Regions from separate parts of the Sus scrofa genome. Here region 1 is linked to region 2. A link is a contact called in public promoter capture Hi-C data. All regions are on one chromosome and are shown on one strand. Each heading gives the region's core, a stretch centred on a gene start, on an enhancer-like site or on the middle of the called end of the contact. The rest is flanking DNA. Distances are from core to core; before and after follow the strand shown. Region 1 overlaps MYOM3 (myomesin-3). Region 2 holds the start of RPL11 (ribosomal protein L11).

Evidence for each region. Promoter capture Hi-C pulls out the DNA fragments that hold promoters and counts their contacts.
Region 1: a contact with region 2 is called in a promoter capture Hi-C map of liver, with 5 times the contacts expected there. The contact joins the enhancer-like site here to the promoter of RPL11 in region 2. A contact is called at or near these places in 1 of 5 promoter capture datasets (liver), 4 of 47 Hi-C or Micro-C datasets (alveolar macrophages, embryonic fibroblasts, heart right ventricle and 1 more) and 1 of 2 datasets of contacts at active chromatin or transcription factors (alveolar macrophages).

What each region holds. Positions count from the first base shown.
Region 1 is chr6:81,813,736-81,820,023 of Sscrofa11.1, reverse strand. MYOM3 (myomesin-3) reads left to right here. Exons shown (of 38, transcript XM_021095533.1): 25 at 1,080-1,124; 26 at 1,837-1,973; 27 at 3,943-4,087; 28 at 4,276-4,335; 29 at 4,732-4,799; 30 at 5,788-5,898. Among named protein-coding and RNA genes, the nearest start is that of MYOM3, 43 kb to the left of the region's middle. Within about 2 kb of position 4,698, at least 35 of the 83 cell types and tissues checked have an H3K27ac peak or open chromatin away from gene starts, as enhancers often do. A contact at or near this core is called in alveolar macrophages and liver, where this site is marked.
Region 2 is chr6:81,521,621-81,527,655 of Sscrofa11.1, reverse strand. It overlaps RPL11 (ribosomal protein L11), which reads right to left and starts at 4,146. Exons shown (of 6, transcript NM_001001638.1): 1 at 4,005-4,146; 2 at 3,997-4,002; 3 at 3,042-3,148; 4 at 2,613-2,744; 5 at 1,230-1,340; 6 at 731-805. The coding sequence starts at 4,146. The coding sequence ends at 776.

The DNA of each region.
Region 1 (6,288 bases), core at 3,449-5,948, 290 kb before region 2:
GTTCCTCACCTGTAAAGAGAGATTATAATCCCTGCCGCCCCCACTGAAGCAAGGCTGTTATGCAGATACACGTGGATGACTATGCAAACAAAGACCATCCACGAAATGAGGGGTTTGTTTTGTGGTTTGGGGCTGGCTACTTGCCATGCATTCCAACACATCATACTAAGGACTCTGGCTCTTACCATGGCAAGTGAGATACGGGCTCTGCTGCTGCCAATTCATCCATGCAACACCAAATTGTTGAGCACCTACTGTGTGCTAGACACTCATGCAGGTCCAGAGCTCAGCTTAGCAGGAGAAACAAACCTAACACAGAGGAGCAGTTAGCGAGAGAGCACGCTGCCCACCTGCCCTAGACACGTGAGACAGAAGTGATCAGCGGGGGAGCAGACCCTCAGCACCAGGAGAGCGTGTCACCGCGGGTTAACAAGGGCGCTCCAGGAGTTCCTGCTGTGGCACAGCAGACACGAATCCAACTAGGATCCATGAGGATGCGGGTTCCATCCCTGGCCTCGCTCAGTGCGTCGGGGATCCGGCATTGCTGTGAGCTGTGGTGTAGGTTGCAGACATGGCTTGGATCTGGCGTTGCTGTGGTTGTGGTGTAAGCCAGCAACTGCAGATCTGATTCAACCCCTAGCCTGGGAACCTCCGTATGCCACGGGTGTGGCCCTAAAAAGCAAATAAATAAACAAACAAACAAATAAATAAACAAGGGGGCTTGGGAACCAGTGGGCCCTGTACTCAGGAAGCAGCAATAATGCCTGCCCCTCAGCAGGACCTGCTAAGATCATGCAGAGCTGAGCACACAGTAGGTGCTCCTCGGGGGAGGTGGCATTTGACCAGGCCTTGAAGGCCAAGGAGAATAAGCAATCTTGGGGTAACCCACTGCCCCTCCCCCCTCGGTGCCCCAGAGCCAAGGCCCACCATGGTCATCATCACCCCCTTGGTAGCCATGTGACCCCAAGCTGAGTCTCTCAGGACTTTCACCCAGTGTGGATGCCAGGAAGGCTCCCACGTGCCCAATGACACCAGTGTCTCATTCTCTTTGGTTTCTTCTTTGTTCCTCCCTGTCCTAGAGCTGGACAAGCTGAAGAAGTTGAGCCATGAGATCAGAAACCCCGGTAAGCAGTCCCACCAGGCCCAGTCCCACCAGGCTGGGTCAGCCAAAAGCCTGAAGCTAGCCTGGTGGGGTGTGGATGCAGAATGGGGGCGTCATGGGACCGGAGAGTCAGAGACCCATGGATCAGCAGTCCATGAAAGGAAAAGAGGGGCCAGCAGAGAGCACATGGGGTGAAAGGGAGGGCAGAGTGGATGGTTTCTACTTGGATCCTGGGTCATCTGAGCCTCTGGGGCTGGAGCCAGACATTGGTGTTTTTGAACTCCCTTGGGGGAGTTCCCGCTGTGGCTCAGCGGGTTAAGAACCTGACAAAATGTCCATGAGGATGCTGGTTCAATCCCTGGCCTCACTCAGTGGATTTAAGATCTGGTGTTGCCACAAGCTGCAGCACAGGTCACAGAGGCAGCTCAGATCTGTGTTGCTGTGGCTGTGGTGTAGGCCGGCAGCTGCAGCTCCAATTCACCCCCTAGCCCGGGAACTTCCATATGCCGCAGGTGTGGCCCTAAAAAGAATTTAAAAAATGAAAGCCCTGGACGCGGATGCAATGTGAGGTGACTGAATGAGAGAAAACGCTCCCCAGCCCCTCACCTGGTCACGTCTCCATCAGACTCTGAAGCATTGTGTACATTTGTTCACGGTGTGCTCAAGAGGGGCTGTTGGGGGTGGGGGCAGGAGAAGGGTGCCCTGCCCACCCCTTCCTGTCCTCTGCCTCCCAGTGATCAAGCTGATCTCGGGCTGGAACGTTGACATCCTTGAGCGAGGAGAGGTGCGGCTTTGGCTGGAAGTAGAAAAGTTGTCTCCAGCCGCTGAGCTGCATCTAATCTTCAACGACAAGGAAATCTTCAGCTCACCGGTAATTAGGGGCTCAGAATTCCTAGGTGAGGTCCCCAGTGCAGAAGGTGGCCTCCCGGACACTGGTCTCCACTGGCCAGTGCCTCCCCCTAGTGGACATTTTAGAAATGGCCACCTGCTCAGGCTGTCATAGTCATGAGGTGGGAGTGGGGACACATGGATTTTAGGGGCGGGGGGCAGGTGGCAGGCAAGTTAGACACTTGTCAATGCAAGGGACACTCCCACAAAGAATTTCATGCCAGACGCTCTTAAGATGAAAACCCTACTTTCGTGGTTATAATCATGCACATTTGGACCCTAACCTTGAGATACAAACACAAAGAATTTTCACGGTTTTAGTATACACGGAATAGAGTCTTTATTCTATTAGCCAATTTATGTGTGTTCATTCATTCATTTTCCTGTTCTTCTTGTACAGAATAGCTTTGCTTTTCTTCTCTTTAATTCAAATCAATTCATTATAAATCAGTGCAGCACGAGTGAGATTGTGTCTGAGCAGCTGCATATTGAAAAAATTATTGTTATTTCCTCTTGCTATTATAGCTGTGGTATTATATTTCTTTTTAAAAAATCATGTGTGTAGCTCAGTTGTATTAGTTGAACCACGTTAGCTGCCCACACGCAACTGTTTTTACTTACAAACATGCTTATTTCAGTCTCATGAGAGATTCAATCATAGGATGATATTATTTGTGAATTTCACCTCCAGATGGCCAAGTGGTCAACATTAAATATGTGTTATAAAGAGGGGCTCTGGTTCTGACAGAGGAGAAAGAGCTCAGAGCCAGATGTCAGAAGACTCCTATTCATTCCCCGTGGGTTGTGTGCCCTTGGGCAGGTCTCTGCACCTCTCTGTGCATCAGTTTGTGCATCTGTACAATGGGGCTCGTTGCTCCAGGATCAGGAGGAGTAATTGAGAAACTAGATTGGAAAGTTCTGCATAAAGATTAAGCATGGGGAGGAGTTCCCTTCCTGGGGCAGTAGTTAACGAATCCGACTAGGAACCGTGAGGTTTCGGTTCAATTCCTGGCCTTGCTCAGTGGGTTAAGGATCCGGCATTGTCGTGAGCTGTAGGGTAGGTCACAGACCTGGCTCGGATCCCGCGTTGCTGTGGCTCTGGGGTAAGCCGGCTGCTGCAGCTCTGATTGGACCCCTAGCCTGGGAACCTCCACATGCAGTGGGTGCGGCCCTAGAAAAGACCAAAAAAAAAAAAAGATTAACAAGGGGAGTTCTCTGGTAGCCTGGAGGATTAAGGACCTGGTGTTGTCACTGCCGTGGCTTGGGTCACTGCTGTGGCACAGCTTGGATCCCTGGCCTGGAGCATCTCTGCATGCAGTAGGAGCAGAGGGAAAAACAAAGATTAATAAGCATGACCCTGGCTCTCGGTAGGAAGTATAGCAAAGCCTGGACTCAAAACGCAACGCTAAGGCTATCAGATGCCCCATAGGAAAATAAAATAAAACCAGATGGTTCCTTCAAATCATACATACAAATAAAGCCAGAGGGAGTAAGGTCTTCAATGTAGAAAAGAAAATGTTGCAAAAATGTTAGACTGTGACCGATGTAAATGAGTGTTAATTCTGGGTAGCACGTACACAGGCTTTTTCGCATTTTTCCTTTAAAGTTTTAGGGGGATTTTTTTTTTCTATCAAATTGCAAAAGAAATGGAAAACAACTTCCTGTTGGCAGCGGACCAATAGGAGGTTGGGGGCTGATGGTTAACGGCAATTAAATCAAGGACGCAGACTCTTTGCCTGCGGGGCCCCAGGGTGTTTGTTCTCAGGGGCCGGGTGTGGGGACAACCCAGTATATACAGGAGAAGGTTACTCAGGAGTCCCCCTCTCCAGTCTCTGAAGGCTTCTAATGCTGCATATATCACCCCCAAATCCCACTTCGGCCAGACTTGTGCCCCATAAATTCCCTGGGATTGGAAAAGGGCAGGAAAGACTCTCTGGGTTTGTTCTCCCCAGAACCGCAAAATCAATTTTGTCCGAGAGAAGGGCCTGGTGGAAGTTATCATCCAGAACTTGACTGAGGACGACAAAGGGTCTTACACGGCCCAGCTCCAAGATGGAAAAGCCAAGAACCAGATCACTCTGGCTCTGGTGGATGACGGTCAGCTCTGCCCTGCACCTACCCTCGCCTCCTAACCCCCACCCCCGGCCCCACCCCTGCTCCGGTGCACCCCACGCACCTGGCCTCAGCTCCCAGCCCTGAGGTCTCTGTCCACCCTGACGCCCCCACTCTAGACCCTCCAGACCCGCGTTCCTCTCAATCACGCCAGTTCCCCTCTCTCTTCACAGAGTTTGACAAACTTCTGAGGAAGGCGGATGCCAAGAGAAGAGACTGGAAGAGAAAACAGGGTAAGAACTGCCTCGGCCACCAGGCCAGCAGTCATTGCTGGGGAACCACTGGGCTAGTGGGTTAATAAACCCCTCCACCCTACTGCCCGCCCCTGCCCCCGCCCCCGCGAGGGAAGGTCACTACCATTGGATCCAGTGTTGTCCTCCTCGTGCCAGAACAAAAGAGCACTTGCTTAACCCCGAGAATGAGCGCCGCCTTAAATTTTGCACCCTAAGGGCCTCCCTTACTTCATTCACCCCAGTCCCCGCCCTGATGGGGACGGAAATCCCAAAATCCGAGCGGCCAGTGGTCACTAGATGCCCCTCTTCAGCTGCCTTCCCCTGTCTCGCCACCAGGTGGCGCCCAGGCTAAGCCTGGCGCTCTGACCGATGGTCGTGTGTGTTTGTCCCTCCCAGGTCCGTATTTCGAGGAGCCTCTGCAGTGGAAGGTCACGGAGGACTGCCAAGTGCTGCTGACCTGCAAGGCAAATCCCCGCCCCCGCCTCCAGCCCTGCCCCCAAACCAATGGGGCCAGACCTGTGGCTGTTCCCAAGCCCCTTGCCCATCTTGCCCCACTCCTGGAAACACCATGCCCTGCGCTAGTCTGTTCCCCAGCAGAGGAAGTAGCCCTAAGAATTTTGTATTTAACCAGGAAACAAAATCCCAAGGAGCCGAGTTAGAGTGAGTTAGTGGGCGGGTGTTAGGTCAGCCTTGAGCTAGATCTGCCAGCTGCTCTGGGAGGGGTTTGGGGGGGTCAGGGGTCTGAGGGTGGATTCTGAGTGTCAGTCTTGCCAGACCCTGTGCTCAGCGCTTCAGGGCATTCTTTTATCTCAACTGCCTCACAGTCATCTGTGAGAGAGGCGTTATGATTCCACTTTACCCATGAGAAAATAAGCAGAGGAATAGCTCAAGACCACACAGTAAGAGAGAGCCTTGAGCTGGGGGAGTCAGAGGGTGTCTGACTCCAAAACATTTGCTCCTTCTCAGCACCCTGCAGCCTTTTAGATACAGGGGGAGGGCACACCCCATGAAGCGTAGCCGTTCAACCAATGCAGAGCACCTACTCTGCGTTAGACATTCTGCAAGCACTGGGCGTACAAAGATGAAACAGTGGTCTCCTTAGGCCTCTAGGATCCCACGGTCCAAAGCAAGATCATGGGAGAACAGCATGCCTCCTGCTGTGATGGAGGGGTGCAAGAAATTGATTACTCATGATAAGGGGCACTCTAGGAAGGCTTCCTGGAGGAGATGAGATAGGCATTTACAGGAAAAATGGAATAGGAGAAGGATTGAGAAGCAGAGGAAACATCATTAGCGAAAGTCCAGTGTCTAGAAGCCATCAGAAGAGACAGAGAGAAGTGGGGTGGGGGGGAAATGTGGGGGGGTCACATTTACAACAAAAGTTCTGACAAACTAAGTCTTCACTTAAAAGCCAAAGCCTGAAGGGGTCTCTTGACTCGGCACCTTCCTTAGGTGACCAACACCAAGAAAGAAACCCGCTTCCAGTGGTTCTTCCAGAAGAGAGAGTTCCCAGCTGGCCAGTATGACCCGCAGACAGGAGCAGGGCTTGTCTGCATTGAAGAGGTAAGGGTAGCTCTGACTTCAGGGCTCCGCCTCCAGGCAGTGCCCGGAGCACAGGGCGGGGAGTCAGGAGAGGGCAAGGCAAGCAGGCACTCAACTCATGCACAGACTTTAGGGGGCGCTAAAATCTCAGTGATCAAGATAAATAATTCATTTCATGCAATCATTTTAAAAATCAAAAGGAATGCCAAACAAAGACTATAGAGAAAACAATGCCAAAAGTTTAAAGACAGGCTCAATAATACTGATTTTTCCTCTCATTTGGATTTCACTCCTGGCCCTGCCACTGACTGTGTAGCCTTGGGCTAGTCACTGTCCCTCTCTGACCTCAATTTTCATCTATAACTCGAGCAAGTCAAAAGGGACGCTCTCTCATATATTCCTTCCTGCCCC
Region 2 (6,035 bases), core at 2,897-5,396:
TAAGCTGCCTGGAAAAATACAGTTAAGAAAGTCCCATTTTCCCATCAAAGGGGGAGCAAACTGCTAAGAGCCAACACTTCCCACATTTGGAAATACAAAATTAACCCTTTTTGAGCCCTATGCGCCTGGTACAAGCATAAGCATTCTACGAATATTAAACATGTCAACCCTGGGGGACAGATACACTATTACTGCCTCCATGATACAGATGAGGAAGCTGAGGCAGATTTAACGTAACACTAATAAAAGGCAGGGCAGAGAATCAAGTCCAGGCAATCGTATCTCCCTCCGTTCCAACAACCCTAGATTCTCCTTTTAAAGGAAAACTGAGTCCAAAATCGAACCCCAAACACCACATCACGCCAAAGCCTCTAATCCTTTCAGACACCAATGCTGGTAAAACCTCTAGTGAAGAACAGAACACTGCACAGAGGGGGGCCCTGCACCCACTTTAATCAAGGCTCTAAATTCAAACCCCAGCCCAGACCACCCCGATCCCTCTAGGGTCAGTTTCCATGGGACTACTGCCCCACAGCCTGTCAACAAGGGTGTGGTGAGCGCAGGCAGTGCGGCCAGGCTCTCAGGTTTGGGTCTGCCAGGAAATGCTGGCATCCACACAGGGCATGACAGGGTTGTTACCAGCTATTCCCATCGAAGCTTTAGTGGCTTGAGGTCCAAGGACTTGAATATGGCCAGGCTCCTTTCACAGAACACACACAGTAATTGTACATTTCAATGAAAACTTTTTATTAGCCTTTTGAATAGAAACGGGAATTTATTTGCCAGGAAGGATGATCCCATCATACTGAAAGAGAACAGATTTTATTTTTTCAGAACAGGAGGTAACAGTAAAGATCGCAGCAATGGCTAACGTTTGAGAATTCAAATCACACACATGGACTTCAACTGTCAATCCCATATGCTTAAACAGGAAGCTGGCCAGTTTTAACAACTGCTACACTGTGCTCACCTGCACTGTACCCTGAGAAGAGGGGGCTCCTATTAAAACCATATCCCTCCCCTTCCAGCTACCTGCATTCATGGGGCTGCAGAGAAAGCTTGGTTCTGGAAGGTTTAAACCACCAACCCTGGAAGCCCATTTGCCAGGTGCCCAAAAGTTCTATCTTAAAGAAGCTACCCACCAAAGGGTGCTAGATTTTTCACCCCCATATCCCAACTCCATTCACCAACACCACACTCCACCACTTCCTGAGACAGATCAAGTTTACCTTCTGCTGGAACCAGCGCATGGCCTCCTCTTTGCTGATTCTGTGTTTGGCCCCAATGCAGCCTGTCCTGCGCTTCTTGTCTGCGATGCTGAAACCTGGCCTACCCAGCACCTGTCCCAGGAATAACCAACAGTCACCTAGCCAGCTCAAAGTCAAGAGCAGACAGACAAGACTCACACATTGAAGAGATTCCTCTCCGAGTCACCCGGTGGCCCAATGAACTCTGGAGCAAGAGACCCATTCCTCAGTGTCTGATGGAACTGTGACCAGCAGCCTGGAGGACACACCACCTTACTATAGGTTTGCTCTGGAGGCCAGACTTGCAGCACCTCCCCGCCACCCCCACCTAACTTCCAATGGTAGCTAAGGATTCACCACTGCCTCCATATGCCATTTTATAGAGTAACACTTGAATAAGTCTTATTTTCTTATGTGCATTGTAGAAATTTCAAAATGTCCAGAAGCACAAAGAAATAGTTAATTTTCCCCTTCTGCTTCAGCTCCAATGTTCCTTCTTTTTCTTTTTTTTAAGGGCCACACCTACAGCATGTGGAAGTTCCCAGGCTAGGGGTCGAATCGGAGCTACAGCTGCTGGCCTACACCACAGCCACACCAGATCCGAGCCACATCTGCAACCTATACCACAGCTCATGGAAATGCCAGCTCCTCAACCAAGTGGGGACAGGGATCAAACCAGCACCCTCATGGATACTAGTCTGGTTCATTACCACTGAGCCGCAATGGAACTCCCCAAAGTGCTTTTCTTATAGGTTTGCTGTCCCCCGTGAGCATCTACACATCGCTATCGTTTGTGTGGATGTTCAAATCTACTAATGAGGGGGCTGCTGTTGCTTGGGTTCCCTCTAGTCAGGACTCCCGAGTTTTGCGATTTACTCTGATGCCTGACCAAAGCATTACAGTAACACAAATGGCCACTTATGCATTCACACCCCCCCCATCCTGAGCAAAGAGCCTCATTACCAAACTTGCTTCTCTAGATGGAAGCCACCCCATTCCCTGGGTCTGGAGAAAGAGCAGGGAAAGAGCAGCCTCAGTGCAGCCAACCCCCAAGCCAAATACAACCCCAATACTCTCTCCTAAATTTTCAGTTCAGTGGCTGGATGAAATGGTTTCCTTTGTCCATCTTTAAGCCATGGTCAGTGCTAGACCATAAGCCTCACAATGGTAGAGATCTTGCCCATCTCGTTCAGTCGGTGCTAATAACCCCACACCTGTCACCACCGAGGCCTATCTTCCCAGCAGAGAGAAGACAGACAACACTCAAAGCCCCAGTGCAACGTGTGAATATCGAGAGAGCACAGATGAAATAAAGAGAAGCAGATCCCACTCTCACAGACCAGGAGTGGAAACAAGTATTCATACCACGTAGAAGTCCAGGCCGTAGATACCAATGCTTGGGTCATATTTGATCCCCAGATCGATGTGTTCTTGGATCCCAAAACCAAAGTTTCCAGTATCCGAGAAGTTATTTTTTCTTAACTCGTACTCTCGCACCTGTGGAGAAAAACAGAGCAATCATTCCCTGTCAACTCACACCCCTCCACCACTCGCTAGCCTGCAACACTCAGGACCCCAGAAACACAATCCAATGTAATTTGGACAGGAACGAAATCAGATTTTTCCCCCACTCCAAGTCACACTCTACTATGGATTCCACATAACTTCACTAACTTTCCTAGGGAAGGAATGACCCATTAGAAGTTCAAAAGATCTGAAAACAGTAACTATCGCCACTGTCAGTATGTTACTGGCGCTCCTTACTACTATTACCCCATGAGGGGTCAGCCTCACCTTTAGACCTTTCTCAAGTATTTCTTCTGCCTTGGCCCCACGGACTGTGCAGTGGACGGCAATCTTTTCATTTCTCCTGATGCCAAAGGATCTGACGGTGTATCTAGCTGCAGATGGGGTAACAAGGAGTCAGCTCTTGGCACACTCTCACTGAACTCCCCCCTTCCCCAAAACACCACCTCCACAACTTCAGAGGGACATCAGGTATCCACCCACTCTATAGCCGTGGTATTCTTACCAGTGTCACCTATATCTGTTCATCATTCATTTATAACACAGAAAACAGATCTTCCAACTTCCAAGTCACAGACACACTTCAGCAATTAAAATGTTAAAGTCATAATGTCAAAGTCTCAAGAAAGGCAAGTTCACCATCAGACTAGGCCACTGAATAGCTTACATTCGGTAACACTTTACTGTACTTGTACCCCATTTTACAGGAGGCTGTGAGAGGTTAACTTGCACAAGATCAGTTGATAACAAGAGGTAGGCTGTGAATTCAAAGACTTGCTACATTCCCTTACCCTAAAGCAACAAAATTCTAAACACACACTCACCCAAATATATGTCTAACAATAACAATGCCGACATGGTGCTTGGCATGTAGCAGGCATTTCATATAACCCATTCTATCTCCCACAACCTTATAACGAAATATGATCATCCCTGGTATACAAATAAGGAAAGTAAATCACAGACTAGCAAGTCATGGAACCAGGATTTGAACCAGGTTAATCTAAATACACAGCCTATTCTTAACGTAGCCTACATAACCCTAACTGCTAATCAGACTTTGTATTTCAGCCCACCCTATCGTGAAAGAAGATACTCCTTAGGAAACTCAAGAAGGCAACGCTTAAGAGATGTCAACTGTCACCTTCAAAATGAATACAAAACAGACTGGACAACAGGTTAAGTAAGGAACGTCGGGACATACCCAGACGCCACTACTCACCTTTGGAAACACAGGAGTCTGGCCTGTGAGCTGCTCCAGCACCTTGGCTGCCCGGGTCAGTCTGTCTCCACTCTCCCCAACGCAGATGTTGAGGCAGAGCTTGCGGATGCGAAGTTCCCGCATGGGGTTTTCTTTTTCACCTTGATCCTGCTGCAACAGGGAAGCGCCGCGGTCAACACACGGAACCCGCCACAGCTGGCAGCCCAATAGTTACACAGCGTTGTTTCTGCGCATCCCAAACCCCAAAGGAAGCCCTGGAAGTTAAAGAACTAACACTACGTTTGTCTGGGAGGCACTGGAGAAAGACATCTTGGGGTTTTGTTTCTCCTTCCCCCGGGCACGGAACAGGTGAAAGCAACAGGACAGGTATGGTGTAAAAGTTACACTAAGGATGCACCCCAAGGTCAAACTAAGGTGAAGGGCGCCCCCATTACACGACCGACGAGGGGGAGAAAGCAGCGAGCACATGGCTGTGCAGCGTCCCGCACCCGATTCGGAAGCTGTCTAGTAGCTGCGGCCGAAGCCTGGCGTCCGCCCTAAGGGAGAAACCGGTAAGGCTCTCCAGCAAAAAACAAGTTTCAAGGTCCCGGGAACATCAACAGGTCCGGACCCCGCGTCCCAGGCCCCTCCGATCATTTCACCGGCCCTCGCTGCAGCCCGCAGGCCGTGCTTTTGGGCCTCTGGCGGCTGCCCCGAGCCCGCCCCTGGGAGGGTGGGAGGAAAGTGACAGGATCCAGCTCCGTGCCCTCGCCTCGCGTGGGTCCGCCAATTTCGGCACGGCCAGCATTGCGGGATCCGCTCTCCTCGCGCCGCGGGCGAGATAACCCTTACAGGCTCCGCTGGCCCTGGATGGAGGCGGATGAAGGAAAGCAAAGCCGGGGATCCCACACTCACCGCCATGATGGGAAACAGGAAGAGAGTGTGAGACTTCCGACCCGGGGCCTTATGGGCCAGGAGGCGGGCTCTTATCCCAAGCTAACCAGCGAGACGATGAAGAGGAAGAGAGGCGCGTCTGGAACGGCCTAGAGTCGGCTTCCCCTTCGTGGACACAGATGGCAACTGCAGGTGACGCTGGCTACTGGGATCGGGGCTCTCCAAAAGCGGTTTTTAAAGTTCCCTGAATAGGTATATTTCCTTGAGCTTCCCGTCCCTCTTGAGATTGTTCCCGCCCATAGCCTCAGAAACGGGTGGTTCTTGCGTGTTGAGACGGCCAGAAAGACACTAAGTCAACTGTGCAAATTATAAAGTAAAAGTTTTATTCTGTAACAATGTAAACAAATGGCATTTAAATATTTAAATAGTAATTAGAGCAGAGTGTTGGCCAAGAGGGGTAAATATGGTCCTGTCTGGTCTAGCTTAATAGTTATGTGACTTTGGGCGGGTTACTAATTAGACCTCTCTCATCTATAGTTTCCCTCAGTTTATGGGAGTTCCCTGATGGCCTAGTGGTTAAGGATCCAGTGCTGTCACTGTTGTGGCGCAGGTTCGATTTCTGGCTGAAAAAATTTCGCATGCTTGGGTGTGGCCAAACACAAAACACCTCGGCTTTTAAAATTTTTTTTTTTTAACATTTATTCTGGCTACTGTTTTATTGAAGGACAGCTATAACCTCTTTGCATTTTGGCTCTTTTTTTTTCTTTTTTATGGTTGCGCCTGCAGCATGTCACAGCAACACCAGATCTGACCTATGCCCCAGCTTTCCGTGACCCAGGATCCTCAACCCACTGGGCAAGGCCAGGGATCAAACCCACATCCTCACGGAGACCATGTTCAGTTTTTAACCCACTGAGCCACAATGGGAGCTTCCAAAACAGCTCAGCTTTAAACTGAGAACTTATATCACATGGGGATTGCTGTGAAAAATGAATTGTGTAGAGCACATAGTTAAGCCCACAACAAGTGGTTACTCTTATTAGCATAAACCCACTATATTCAAGCAACCCCTCTCCCCCCAGAAAAAGTATTAGGCATGGTATATTATCAAGAGAGTGTCATCCTGCGGGCACACAGATGGCTTGCAGATTGGTCTCTAGCAGACA